2 separate regions of the Sus scrofa genome follow, and region 1 is linked to region 2. Evidence: chromatin contacts called from public Hi-C data. All regions are on one chromosome and are shown on one strand. Each heading gives the region's core, a stretch centred on a gene start, on an enhancer-like site or on the middle of the called end of the contact. The rest is flanking DNA. Distances are from core to core; before and after follow the strand shown. Region 1 holds the start of STAG1 (cohesin subunit SA-1). Region 2 holds the start of SLC35G2 (solute carrier family 35 member G2).

Evidence for each region. A called contact is a pair of places that touch in the nucleus more often than the background predicts.
Region 1: a Hi-C map of brain shows a contact between it and region 2, with 4 times the contacts expected there. The contact joins the promoter of STAG1 here to the promoter of SLC35G2 in region 2. A contact is called at or near these places in 4 of 47 Hi-C or Micro-C datasets (brain, embryonic fibroblasts, epiblast stem cells and 1 more).

Annotation. Positions count from the first base shown.
Region 1 is chr13:77,860,074-77,865,979 of Sscrofa11.1, forward strand. It overlaps STAG1 (cohesin subunit SA-1), which reads right to left and starts at 3,424. Exons shown (of 38, transcript XM_021071121.1): 1 at 2,965-3,424. It also overlaps a transcript of NCK1 not described here.
Region 2 is chr13:77,822,251-77,828,712 of Sscrofa11.1, forward strand. SLC35G2 (solute carrier family 35 member G2) reads left to right here and starts at 2,941. Exons shown (of 2, transcript XM_003358564.4): 1 at 2,941-3,107. All of the region lies in intron 3 of STAG1 (cohesin subunit SA-1), which reads right to left.

The DNA.
Region 1 (5,906 bases), core at 2,174-4,673, 38 kb after region 2:
ATAAGTGTTAAGTGTAGTCACAGAAGAAGAGAGAGAGAGAAAGGGGTGAAAAAAAATATTTGAAGATACCGGCCAGAGGTTTTCCAAATTTGATAAAAAGAAACAACAAAAACAGTCAGCAATCCACAGATCCAGGGAAATAAGTGAACCACCCCAGCATGAATACAAAGAAAATCACACCTAGAAACATAGTGTAACTGCTATGATAAACAAAGATAAAGAAACAAAATCTTAAAAGCACCCAGAGGAAAAGACATATGACATACAGGAAACCATGGAGACCAGAAAACAACAGAATGACAGTTTATAAAGTGCTGTTAAGAAAACCCTTTGATGGGTCTCATTGCCTATATGATAAAATCCAAGGGCCTTAACTTGCATAATCCACTCTTGTTTACTTTTGTTAGTTTTTCTGCTCTTGCAATATTCTAATATTATATAATGCCTTTTAAAATGCAGGCCCCTCTAATTGGAAGGCCTTTCTCCTTTGCCTACTTAATTGCCTGAATAGCCTAACCACATACCTCTTCTCCCCCTGTTGCCTAATGTCCCCCTGTACATATCTATTGCTGTATTTACTATATAAATAATACGTTATCTGTTTAAATCTTATTCTCTGTAATTGGTTGAAGCTCCTTTAAGTTTGACTGATCTTTAGATCTCTGGTACCAATTGTAGTGCCCACCAGAGTAGATGCAATATATTTTTGTTGTATTAACTCCCATAAAAGCATAAAGCATAACAGTATTTAATCCAGAAATTTAGCTACCAGGGCCCACTAATTTCTGTATTTCACAGTCAAACATGTGATTAGTTACTGCTTACTGATTAGTAGGTAGGGTGGGTTTTTTTCTTTTTCTCTGTTTCTTGTTTTTGTCCTAAATAGTTCTATCTTACATTGATGCCAAACCAGATCATTCTCCCTAATCACTTCTACATATAAGCTATCAATAGTTTCCTGGGAAAGGTCTTGAGACATGGAGCCTCATTTTTCCCTTGTCTTCCCAAATTCTTTTCTTTGAGATGAATGAAGTGAGCTGCCTACATGTTTTTATCCTAGACAGATTAGTTCCCATATCTGAGGCCCCATTTCTAGTCTATTAGTCATAAGTTTTCACCTAAGTGTTGTTTCCTGATTCTGACTACTCCTTAGTCCACTCAGAACTAATTAGGAGTGATTCTCATTTTTTGATGTGAGTTCCACTAAATGAGAGGAAGGAGGAGCCAACTGCATATTTAAATTTGGAAGGTGGGGAGATACAGAGTGTGAAAGGGAGTCTTTGGGACAACTCCCACCTCATAAGGTCATGGACTCTATTTCTTCTAAGTACACTGTAATATAATTTCATACATCACTTTCTGCCTATCTACCCTTCTACCTAATGCTTTCCTCTTTCATTGTTTTTCCCTTATTTTTCTTCTTTAATTCTATCTCTTTTTCTAAGATTTTTTTTTGTTTTTCTTTTTTCAGAGTTCCTAGTAAGAATGGGCAATGAGGAAATTTAAAGGAAAACTAAAAGGAAAAAACATGTTTACAAATAACTAAAATCCTCTTATGAAAAAGCTCTTCCCCTCACTTCTATTGCTTCAATAGGTGGCATGCCATAGTTAAGAGATCTGGATCAAAATCTCATGAAGAGTTTATTCAGATCATTGGCCCATTCAAAATACATATTCTCTTACAAAATAAAATCTAAAGTTATGACTTCAGCATATTTTTTTTCTGGGCTTATTTTCCCCACTTAAAATGATATTTTAGGGTCATAAGCTACCTGATGGAAAGGACCATTTTATCTGTTATATTTTTATTCACATCTCCTAACCTTATCACATGTTAAATATGTAACTAGAATTTAGCAAGGTGTAGTTTGATATGTGATTCTGGAGAAATAGTTTCAACCTCTGGACCATGGTTTCTCCAGCTTCAATAATGAATGTAATAATAGCTCTATCCATGAACTTTACTAAGATGTATCAACAAATAAAACTACTGTATTAGTTAGCTTGGGCTGCTACAGCAAAATACCACAGACTGGGTGGCCTAAACAACAGAAATTTAATTCTCACAGTTCTGGAGACTGAAAGTCCCACATCTGAGTGCCAGCAAAGTTAGTTTTTGGCAAGAGCTCTCTTCCTGGCGTGCACATGGCTGCCTTCTCAGTGTGTCTTCTAGTTGTGAAGACAGAGAGCAAGCTACAGGGCTTGCTGTATCTTACAAGGGCACATCCTATAGGATTAGGGCCTCACTCTTACCACCTCAGTTGACCTTAGTTACCTCCTAAAGGTCCTAGGAGGCCTTTCTAGAATACATTTAGAATGTACTTTTAAATACATTCACATTGGGGGATAGGGCTTCAACATGAATTTTGGTAGGGAACACAATTCAGTCCATGATAAAATATGCAAAGGTATTTAGACCCTTTGAATAATCCAAAATTCACTTACATTATTCACTTTAGATGCTAGTTATGGGATATAGATGTAGAGTTGTTGCTGCCTGGAGTTCAGTGTGGTCTACTTGCTCTAGCCAACTTGAGGCCAGGAAGGGCTGGACCATAGGTGTTTTGTGCTTGACCTTGTGATCCTATATATAGCAAGTGAACCACACACCTCTATCAGCACGCAAACAATTTTGAAGTTAAATATAGAAAAGCAGAAACTCTTGGAATTTAGGGCCAGGATTAAAAATGGGATTGGAAGATGTATTAATGCCTAAACAATATTTACTGACGATCTAGCATGTGCTTGGCACTGGGGAAAAACTGTATACTGACATGGCTCCTGATTTAACTGAATGTACAGTGTCGGTAGGGAGACGGACTGACTCTTTCAACAGCTTAGGTGGGGACAATATCTGTGCACCTTGGCAGTCTTCCCTAAGGGGGCAACACCTAAGCAGAGCTACAGAGATGGCAGGGAATGGAGGGTGGCTGCAGTGCTGGCGTCGCGGGAGAACCAACTTACTGATGGCCGGTGACTGGGGCTGGGCCGCTAAGAATGGGCAGACCTGGCACCAAAGATCACTGCTCTCCTCACAGCAAGGCTTCTGCAGCCAAGACGGGAAGCTACCCACGCACCAGGACCCTTCGAAGGCCTTCAGACTCAGCTTATTTCTGTTTGCTGCTCAATTTAAGCATATGTCTGACATTTTCCTCTCAGGTCCCCATTTCCAGGTCTTTATGTTTGTTTTGCTTTTTAAGTTCCCCGCCCTTAAAAACCTTTTGCTGGCAAGACCTTCTTCAGATGCGGAAACCAGGAGGAAGCGTCCAGAATAGCAAGGGCTGACCTCGGGAAGCCGTCATTTCTGTTGTGGGTTCTCTCCTGTGGCGCTGAGAAAGTCCAAAGTAATCAGCTAGAGAGACAAAAGCTACAAGAATCAGATGCAGGCCCGGCGTTCCTCGCCCGCTCGCTCAAAGCTGTCTGCGGAGCCTTCTCAGCTCACTCCACACCCAGCACAACGCTTGATTGACAGAGGGGCCCGCCCACTCGTGGCGCAGCGCAGATCGCTCTCGCGTCAGTGATAGGAGGGAACGGAGCGGCTGAGCCTATTAGATGGGGCAGGGAGGGGGTTTCCTGCCCGCGCGGATCCGCCCGCGGCCTCGCAGCCAGTCCGCACAGCAGCCCCGCCCACTCGCCGCGCGCCCCGCCCCTCTCCCCAGAGCTACGCGGCGGCAGAGCGGAGGCCTCGTGCCCTAACGGCCATCGCGGTGGCCGCGGTGGCATCCCGGTGCCCTCCTCAGGTGAGCTGGGGCCGCCTGGGCTCGGCAAGAGGGGAGGTGAGACGGTCCTGCCGGCAGGCAGACGCACGGACAGCTTTTCCTTGCTTCCAGAGTCTTCACAGCCTGTTACTTGCCGCGGCACTTCCTCTTCCCCGGCGAAGTTAGCCCCCGGGGGCGCCGTCTGCCGGCCCCGAGTTGAGCCGGAGGGGGCGGGGAGGCCGCTCGTCCCGGCCTAGGCATTTGCCTGGCTGCTGCGCGCGACCCTCTGGCCACTGCCCTGGGCGGCGCGGCCCCGCGGCCTCCCTCTCCATCCTTTGGGAGTCCGGTCGTGTTGAGCGCAGCGGCCTGCGGCCCCGTGAGGCTGGGAGGTCGAATGTGTGGCGCGTGTCCCCCACCCCGTTTCTTTTCCTAACCAAAAGTCGTGTTGGCTGTTGTGGCGCAGTCCGAGGCCGCGAAGGTAGGGACGTGGTAGACGAGGACAGGGGCGTGCACACCCCCAGCTTGAGAGTGGGGGTAAGGAGCGTTTCCCTGTGTTGGGGGTGGACATCCTGGTGATGCGCCATACGCCCCCTCCAGTCCCCCCCTCCTTTCCCTTCTACTGGAAAAATACGGGTTATTTTAATCTTGTGGATTTGCGGTAGATTAGTACGAGAGTTGATTGAACTATGAGCTTTTGACTATATTGTGTTCTAATATATCCAGTAAAAAGAATGTATCTCGATAGTTGGTTTTGTAACCTTTCTTATCTGTGTCCATAAAAGTTAAATTAGCCGTCAGAAACTCGGGAAGCTGGATTTTGTTCGGGTCTGAGAACCCTAACATTATGTGCGCTCAGTTAATGTCTAACTAAGGAATTAGTTACCTAAAAATAATTCTGGCCGTTGGATTTGGTAAGAAACCATGAGAGTTAGGAAAGAAGGTAAGGAGAAATTTCTAATCCTGTATTGGGTGGTGAGCAAATAAGCTGAATATCCGGACAAAACTGGTAAGTGTTGCAAGAGGTATTCACTTTTTAAAATCTTAACTTCGGCAGATTTATGAAAGACAATTTGTACAATTTATTAAGCACTTGGAAAGCACTGTACCCAAAGTCTCCATCTTCAGCTATGAGTGCATAGTAAATGGGGAAATAATCCAAGAAGAAGGTTTTATCTGTTTGATAATTGTCAATAATGTTTAGTTCTTAAATAGGCATCCCATTCACAGTTTGATAGAAACTCGAGAAATATGCAGTGGTTGATTAATAGTTTTATTTTATCTTGATCACAAACGTGGGGACTTTCTTTTTTGGAAATTATGATTTGTAAGCATTCTATGCAGAATGGTCAAGATTTCTTAGCTGTGCTTGTTCATGTATTAAATTTTAAGTTGTTTGCTTTCTTTTTCTAAGCATTATATTTAGTCCAGATTTAGAGGTCTTTGTAAATAAAACTTGAAGCATACATCAAACATTTTTTATCATGCCATTGGATTTTTCTTTTCTTTTTAAATTTTTATTTATTTATTTTTTTGTCTTTTTAGGGCGGAACCCGTGGTATTTGGAGGTTCCCAGGCTAGGGGTCGAGTGGGAGCTACACCCGCCGGCCTACACCACAGCCATAGCAATGCCAGATCTGAGAGGCGTCTGTGACCTACACAACAGCTCATGGCAACACCAGATCCTTAACCCACTGCTCGAGGCTAGGGATGGAACCTGCATGTTCATGGATGCTAGTCAGATTGATTTCCACTGAGCCCCGAGAGGAACTCCATTTTTTCTTTTTTTAATTCAGTGAATTTTAGTACATATTTATAGTTGTACGACCATCATCACAACCTAATTTTACTCTTTTTTTTTTTTTTTTTTTCTTTTTCCAGGGCCACACCTGCAGTATATGGAGGTTCCCAGGCTAGGGGTCGAATCGGAGTTGTAGCTGGCGGCCTGTGCCACAGCCACAGCAACACTAGATCCGAGCCGAGCCGTGTCTGCAACCTACACCACAGCTCACAGCAACTCCGGATCCTTAACCCACTGAGCGAGGCCAGGGATCGAACCCGAAACCTCATGGTTCCTAGTCGGATTCGTTAACCACTGAGCCACAACAGAACACCACAATCTCAATTTTAGAACATTTCCTCCCCAAACCCTCAGTTCATTCCTCTATTTTATTTTAATTTCTTAACCTTTGAGAGCTTTCTTGCCAAAGC
Region 2 (6,462 bases), core at 1,691-4,190:
TTCATATGCCTATCACTTTATGGTGTTTCCAGCTAACAGAACCTTGGCTTTTCTTTGGAAAATGACCCTTCCCCCATTCTTTGTCCTCAGACTAAAGCATACAGTTAGGTATATGATCCAGAATTTGCTAATAAGACATAATAAGATTTTATTGGAATTACTTGGAAATAATTGCCCTTATGGAATGATGAGCTATAAGGATGATATAGGTTCAACACTGGGGAAAGATGGGAAGTTAGGGAAAAAAATCGCTATATGAGAATAAACCCTTTAAAGTGAACAGAAGAGGAGTTCCCGTCGTGGCTCAGTGGTTAACAAATCCGACTAGGAACCATGAGGTTGCAGGTTCGATCCCTGGCCTTGCTCAGCGGGTTAAGGATCCGGCCTTGCTGTGAGCTGTGGTGTAGGTTGCAGATGTGGCTCAGATCTGTGTTGCTGTGGCTCTGGCGTAGGCTGGTGGCTACAGCTCCAATTCGACCCCTGGCCTGGGAACCTCCATATGCCGTGGGAGCGGCCCAAGAAATGGCAAAAAGGCAAAACAAACAAACAAACAAACAAAGTGAACAGAAGAAAGGAGTGATCATATGCTGATGACATTGTTTTACCCTGGATTCAGCCATACCTGAATCTATGCATCTATGGATTTTTCAGTTAAATCAGTGTGAGTTTTTGACACTTACTAGAAAAAGTCCTCAGCATTATAGTACAAAAGAATTCCACTTATTATACATGACAAAACATCTGAAAATCCTTTTTCCTTTTTCAAAGTATCTCTGAGATACTGAGAGTACCATACTCTGAGTACCTACCATTCAGAGTAACAGCTGTGCTGAATTCCTAATCTCACTCTCTCAAAACTCCCAGAAACCTCTCTTAAGCTCAGATCACTCCACATCTTCCTTTTTCTCACTCCTGACCTCAAAACTTTTCTGGCTTTCTTCCTCCCCCACTTCCTTCAAGAGAAACATAAAATCTAGCTGAGCTTTGTGGATTAGTCAAGACTTCTGAGGCTCCTTTGTCTTCTATACCTCTACTCCTTACCTAGATCAGTGCAATTAATGCCCAGGCTGCCTTCTGAACAACAAAAGGTCCCTCCTCTTCAAAATGGTGAAAGACAGAAAATACATCTTAAATTTTCTGTTCTGGTCTCATTTGTATTCAGTACAAATAGTGGACGTTAGTTCTGTTTGCAAACAGCTGTTCCTGGGGTTCCCTTTGGGTAAGTTTTGTCAGGATAGTGCCTCAATGTTTTGTTTGGTTTTGCCTGTGTGTTTTTTGAAGGGGAGAGGGGATGGATGGGGAAAGAATTAAACTAGTTAAACCAGTTTGATTGTTTTTACAAGACAGAGAAATGGTCAGGACCAGGATTCAGATCCAGCTGATATGGAGTGCAATGGACAATCATTACTCATTCTATTGCCTCTCATTTCCTCCCTCTTTGGGAACATTCTTTGGGTTTTCTACATAAACAGCCTGAGACTCTCATCAACAACTGCCTCTCTCAGCAGCTACTTCATAAACACATTTTTTCAGACACTGTGCCCAGGACTCTTAAGTGTCCTAGGAATACTGACTCATTCAAAAGCAGCCCAGCTGCAGTTGGGGGAAAGCACCAGCACTTGCTCCATAAAGATCTAGATGGTCTCTTCACATCAAGAGGCATCCAGAAGTTCTATTATGCTGGACACTAAGATGATTCCCAGCTCTTTTGTGAACACATTGGTTATGAGTAGTCTGAATCTCATTCTTGGATCTGCTTAAACTGTCTTTAATGCTCTCAGGTGGGGGGACTCAGTGGGGAGACCACCTAATATGATGGCTGCCTGGAGCCTGGGAACTATAAAGATGACTCTGGGATACATCTCATTTTTTAAAACCCCCATCTTTCTTATATATATATATTTTTTTCTTATGAATTTTCCCAACAACAATGAAGTAAAATCTATTATAGTGTCCTGGAGTGGTAGGAAAAGAATGGTAGGATAAAGATGGCATGGCACATTTAGGGGATAGTTGAGAATTTAATGAAGGGACTATTTAAAAAGGTGTGGGCAGGGTTAAAGGAAACCTCTGGGAGCCATTACCAGCCCCAAGCCTTCAGGGGCAAGAACAGCAAGCAGTAAACAGACCTGAGAAAAGAACTGTAGGAGAGGGCCACAGGATTGGAATGATGGGCTTTAGATAAAGAATATAGGCAGTGCCAACAGAATGGCCCTCTGAGGATGTAGGAGATAGGTCCTAAATATCATAAAGATCAGCTCTGAGTCACAGAGCAGGGTGGTGAGTGGATCTGAAAGGACAGAGGAAAAACCAGTAGTCACTTCCTATCTTTTCCCACTACGCACCTTGGTTCAGGCCTCACTCTCTCTTGCCTGGCCTACGGTAATGGTCTTCCTGCCTGTCCTCATGACCAGTCTAGTCCTTTGCTTTGATACCCAGGTCTGTTTGCAAACAGCTGTATTCATTCATTCAGCGCGGGAATGTGGGGTATTAGGACCTAGGTTCAGGGACCAGCTCTACAGCGCCAAGACCTTCGCCTCAGAAATCTCACAGGTAAAATGTCAGCTGGAGCGGAGGATGCCGGAAGAGCTTTCTGGACCACAATTTATTGATGCTAGACGTATTTTAAATATCAAGGAATCGATTTGCGACTTTTAAATGCAAACAGACGGGTCTAAATGGACTGATATCCTCTCCCTGCCGCCTTCCAGGAAACCATGTCACTCTGGCTGGCCAGCGATTGCTTCAAACCAGGTCTAAGAGTGTAGACCAAAGCGGTCGCACAGGCAGTTTCCCCACGCCTGGGCCCTCCCACCGCGCGGGTAGAGCGAGTCCCTCAGTCCAAACACAAATCCGGGGCGCCCCCCGCGGCCTTTCGCACGGGCACCTGCCGGTGGGGGCGGGGGAAGCAGCGGAAAGCGCAGGCGCAGTGTCCACGCCGGCGGCGCCCCTCTCCCTGCCCCTCCAGGCGGCCGCAGCCGCACCAGCCGCGGTGTTCTTGGCAAAGCTCTCGGCCGCCTCTGCGGCCTCAGAACCTGGACTGGGTGCGCGGCAGCCGGCAGCCCCGGCGAAGCACCGGGCGCGCCTTCCCTCGCCGTGGCACGCAGGTAACCGGGCCCTGGCAGCCGGTCGGCAGCAGCGGACTGGGACCTTGACCCTGTCTGCCCGGCAGCCCCAGCCGGAAGGAGTGGGAACTTACGCCGACCCCCGCCTTTTAGCCGAGGTACCCAAGAGGCCAAATCCCTTTTTTTTGGCTTGGGCCGGGTCCTGGGCAAAGCGCCCCGCCCCCTTCACACACCTTCGCGGTGGCGGGGGGTGGGGGGGCTCTGCTGGACGTCTGAGAGGCGGTGAGTGCCCCACTTCCCTGCACTGCTCTCTTGGAGAACCTAGACCCGGGTTCGGTAAGGTCAGCATTAGCCGTGGCTTCTGCGGGGGCCCCTCCTTCCTGCCACCGTCGCGTGTATGGGTCCTTCTCCAGCCTCTCTAAAAAAAGGTCGAGGGCTATTGCTTTCCTCTCGCCCAGGAGCCCACCCAAACAGGGGTGAGTCTTATGACGCCATGGGATCGATTTCAAATACAAACTTTTAAGAATGCTGGCTGGTTTTAGAAATATGGCCAAGAATCAGTATTTTCCTTTACTCTGTTGTCTGTCTCCGACTCTTGGACTCCAGTCTATATGGGTTGAGATTTTCGTGGAGAATATACGATTTGGAGAACCCTTTCCCCAGCGAAAGGCGAGGCAAGGAGAGGGAGGAAGGGCCAGGCCGCGGCTGTGTGGCGGCTGGAGGAGCAGGACAAGTCCACTCAGCCCCGCCCCCGCCACCTCCGGGGGAGAAAAACAAGACCCCTCCCTGACCCGCCCCTGGACCGTAGGATTTCTAGGCCACGTGCGCCCGTTTTGCCCCTTTTGGGAGAAGAGATGGAAGGGTCGCCGGTGGCCGGAGCCAGCAGGAAAGAGACTTGTGTTGGGATGGGTGGGGGCGCTGCGCAGACCCACATCTCAGTCCTGGCTTTTTGCACGGCTTGGAGAGGAGCGGGATGGAAAGCTGGCGTCTAACTGACGATTGAGGGCCGGGAGATAGTGACGCACTGGACAGACAGGCCTGGGGGCACTGGGGTAGGGGCAGTCACTGGCTGTACCGCTCGAAGGGGTTGCCCGTGTCCGTGGTGCTGAAGTGCCTCTAGTGTCTTCGTCGGTTTTCTTCTCGGGCGGCGGCCTGCCTTTCGGTTCTACTCTGCACCAGAAATAGCCGACTCCAACACTGTTGGGTAGAGTGACGCCGGCTACCTGGCTCGACATCGAAACTCTCTACAGATGGGTTGATGCTGGTTTCCTGAAGATAACATGAAGGCAAATGTGGCTAGCCCCGGGGGTGCAGATAAAGCATATGCATAACTGGTTTGAAAACCTACATGCAAGAACACATGGCGAGCATAAACATATGCTTCACATATGATATGCATAGCACATCTAGGATGCATTATGTGTGTATGCACCCAAACATTACACACATGTAAATACACTCATCCATTTTAAATGCCACGATACACTATGTCACAAATTTTCCCAGAGCTTTTTGTAATCCACTTTTTTTTTGACATCTTTAGTGTTTCTGAACTCTGCAGAACTATTAACCTTCATAATCATCTGTTCACAAGTCACAGAACGTGTGAATTAAAGTGTTTGGTATTTTGCTGAGCAATTATGTATTTATAACTATTTTAATTCAAGAACAAAGATAGCCCAGAAAGATGTAAAATTGATATTGACACGAAAGAGATCTTCCTAAAGGATGTTTAAACAAAAAGAATTAATGAAAAATTTAATATTGAAAAATAGTCTCATGGAAAGTTACAATCTAAAGAAAATATAAGATGTATCATAATGCTGAGTATTTCAAATATACTGGTGGGATATGGTTTGTGAACTCTGTAAAGGTTACATATATATTTTTCAAAACATTGGGTACCTATGGTTTTTCTCTCATAAAATGCACCTCATTGTAAGAAATTTAGGTGATAGACAAAAAAACATAAAACCAGAAAAAACCATTGTAAACAGATCTTTTAAAAATTGAAAAATATCACTGTATTCTGTTAGTTTCAGGAGTACAGCACAGTGGTATTCTTTTAAAAATTCTTTTCTATTATAGCTTATTACAAGATACTGAATGTAGTTTCATGTGCTGTATAGTTTATCTATTTTATATATGGTACTGAGCCTCTCTTAATCCCATACTCCCAATTTATCCCTCCCCCACTTTACTTTTGGTAACCATAAATTTGTTGCTATGTCTGTAAGTCTGTTTCTGTTTTGTAAATAAGTTCATTTGTAGTGTTTTTTGGACCACATATAAGTTATATCATATAATATTTGTCTTTCTCTGACTTTCTTGACTTAGTATGATCATCTCTAGGTCCATCCATATTACTGCAAATGGCATTAATTCATTCTTTTTTATGGCTGAGCAATATTCCATTATATATATATATACATATATATATGTATATATATATATATATATATATATGACATCTTTGTACATCTGTCAGTGGACATTTAGGTTGCTTCCACGTCTTGGATATTGTAAATAGTGCCACGGTAAACATTGGGCACCTCAATCTTTTCTGGATATATACGCAGGTGTGGGATTTTTGGATCTTATGGTGGTTGTATTTTTTAGCTTTTTAAGGAACCTCCATACTTAAACAGACTTTCTTTTAGATGAACACATAGGCATTTTAAATGGACCAATCTTCTGTTGATTGCATTTTCACTACATACCATTGATGTCTGTTTTTCAGACCAGTACATATAAAACTAGGTCATCATTATTGTCTTGTGTAGCACTGAACTATGTGGGCAGACATAATTTATTTAAACAGTCTCATAATAATGCATATTTTTTCCAATTTTTGCTGTTATTAGACAGTTTTGCATATAAGATCTCTGAACAAACTTTTGTGCACTTATTTGATTATATTCTTAGAAAAAATTCCTAGAAGTGAAATTGATGGTTCAATGGATATGTACATTTTATTTTTTTCATACATTGTTTACTTACTTCTTCAGCTATTTCCTGTCTTCTCTCCTGTCTTTTATTCTTTACTATGTTCTTAGCATCTAAAATAGTGCCAGATATATGTCTATTTATAAAATATTTGTTGGAAGAACACTGTTTCTAGATTGTGCTACAGAAAATGTGTATCAATATATACTAGTATAAACTCTGAATTGGAAAGTCAGTATCCCCACACAATTACCAAAATAAGGTTATTTTCCAACTAGAGAGGCAGTAAAGAGCATTTTTTATATATTTATTTTTCATACTTATTTTGTTTTGTCTGTTTCCAGCTCATATCCTTACTTTTGTTGTATGTGCTTATATCCTTTTTTTCTCATTTGTAAGAGCTCTTCGTATACTAGAGACTTTGTTACATGTTTCAATTTTTTCTTGATTT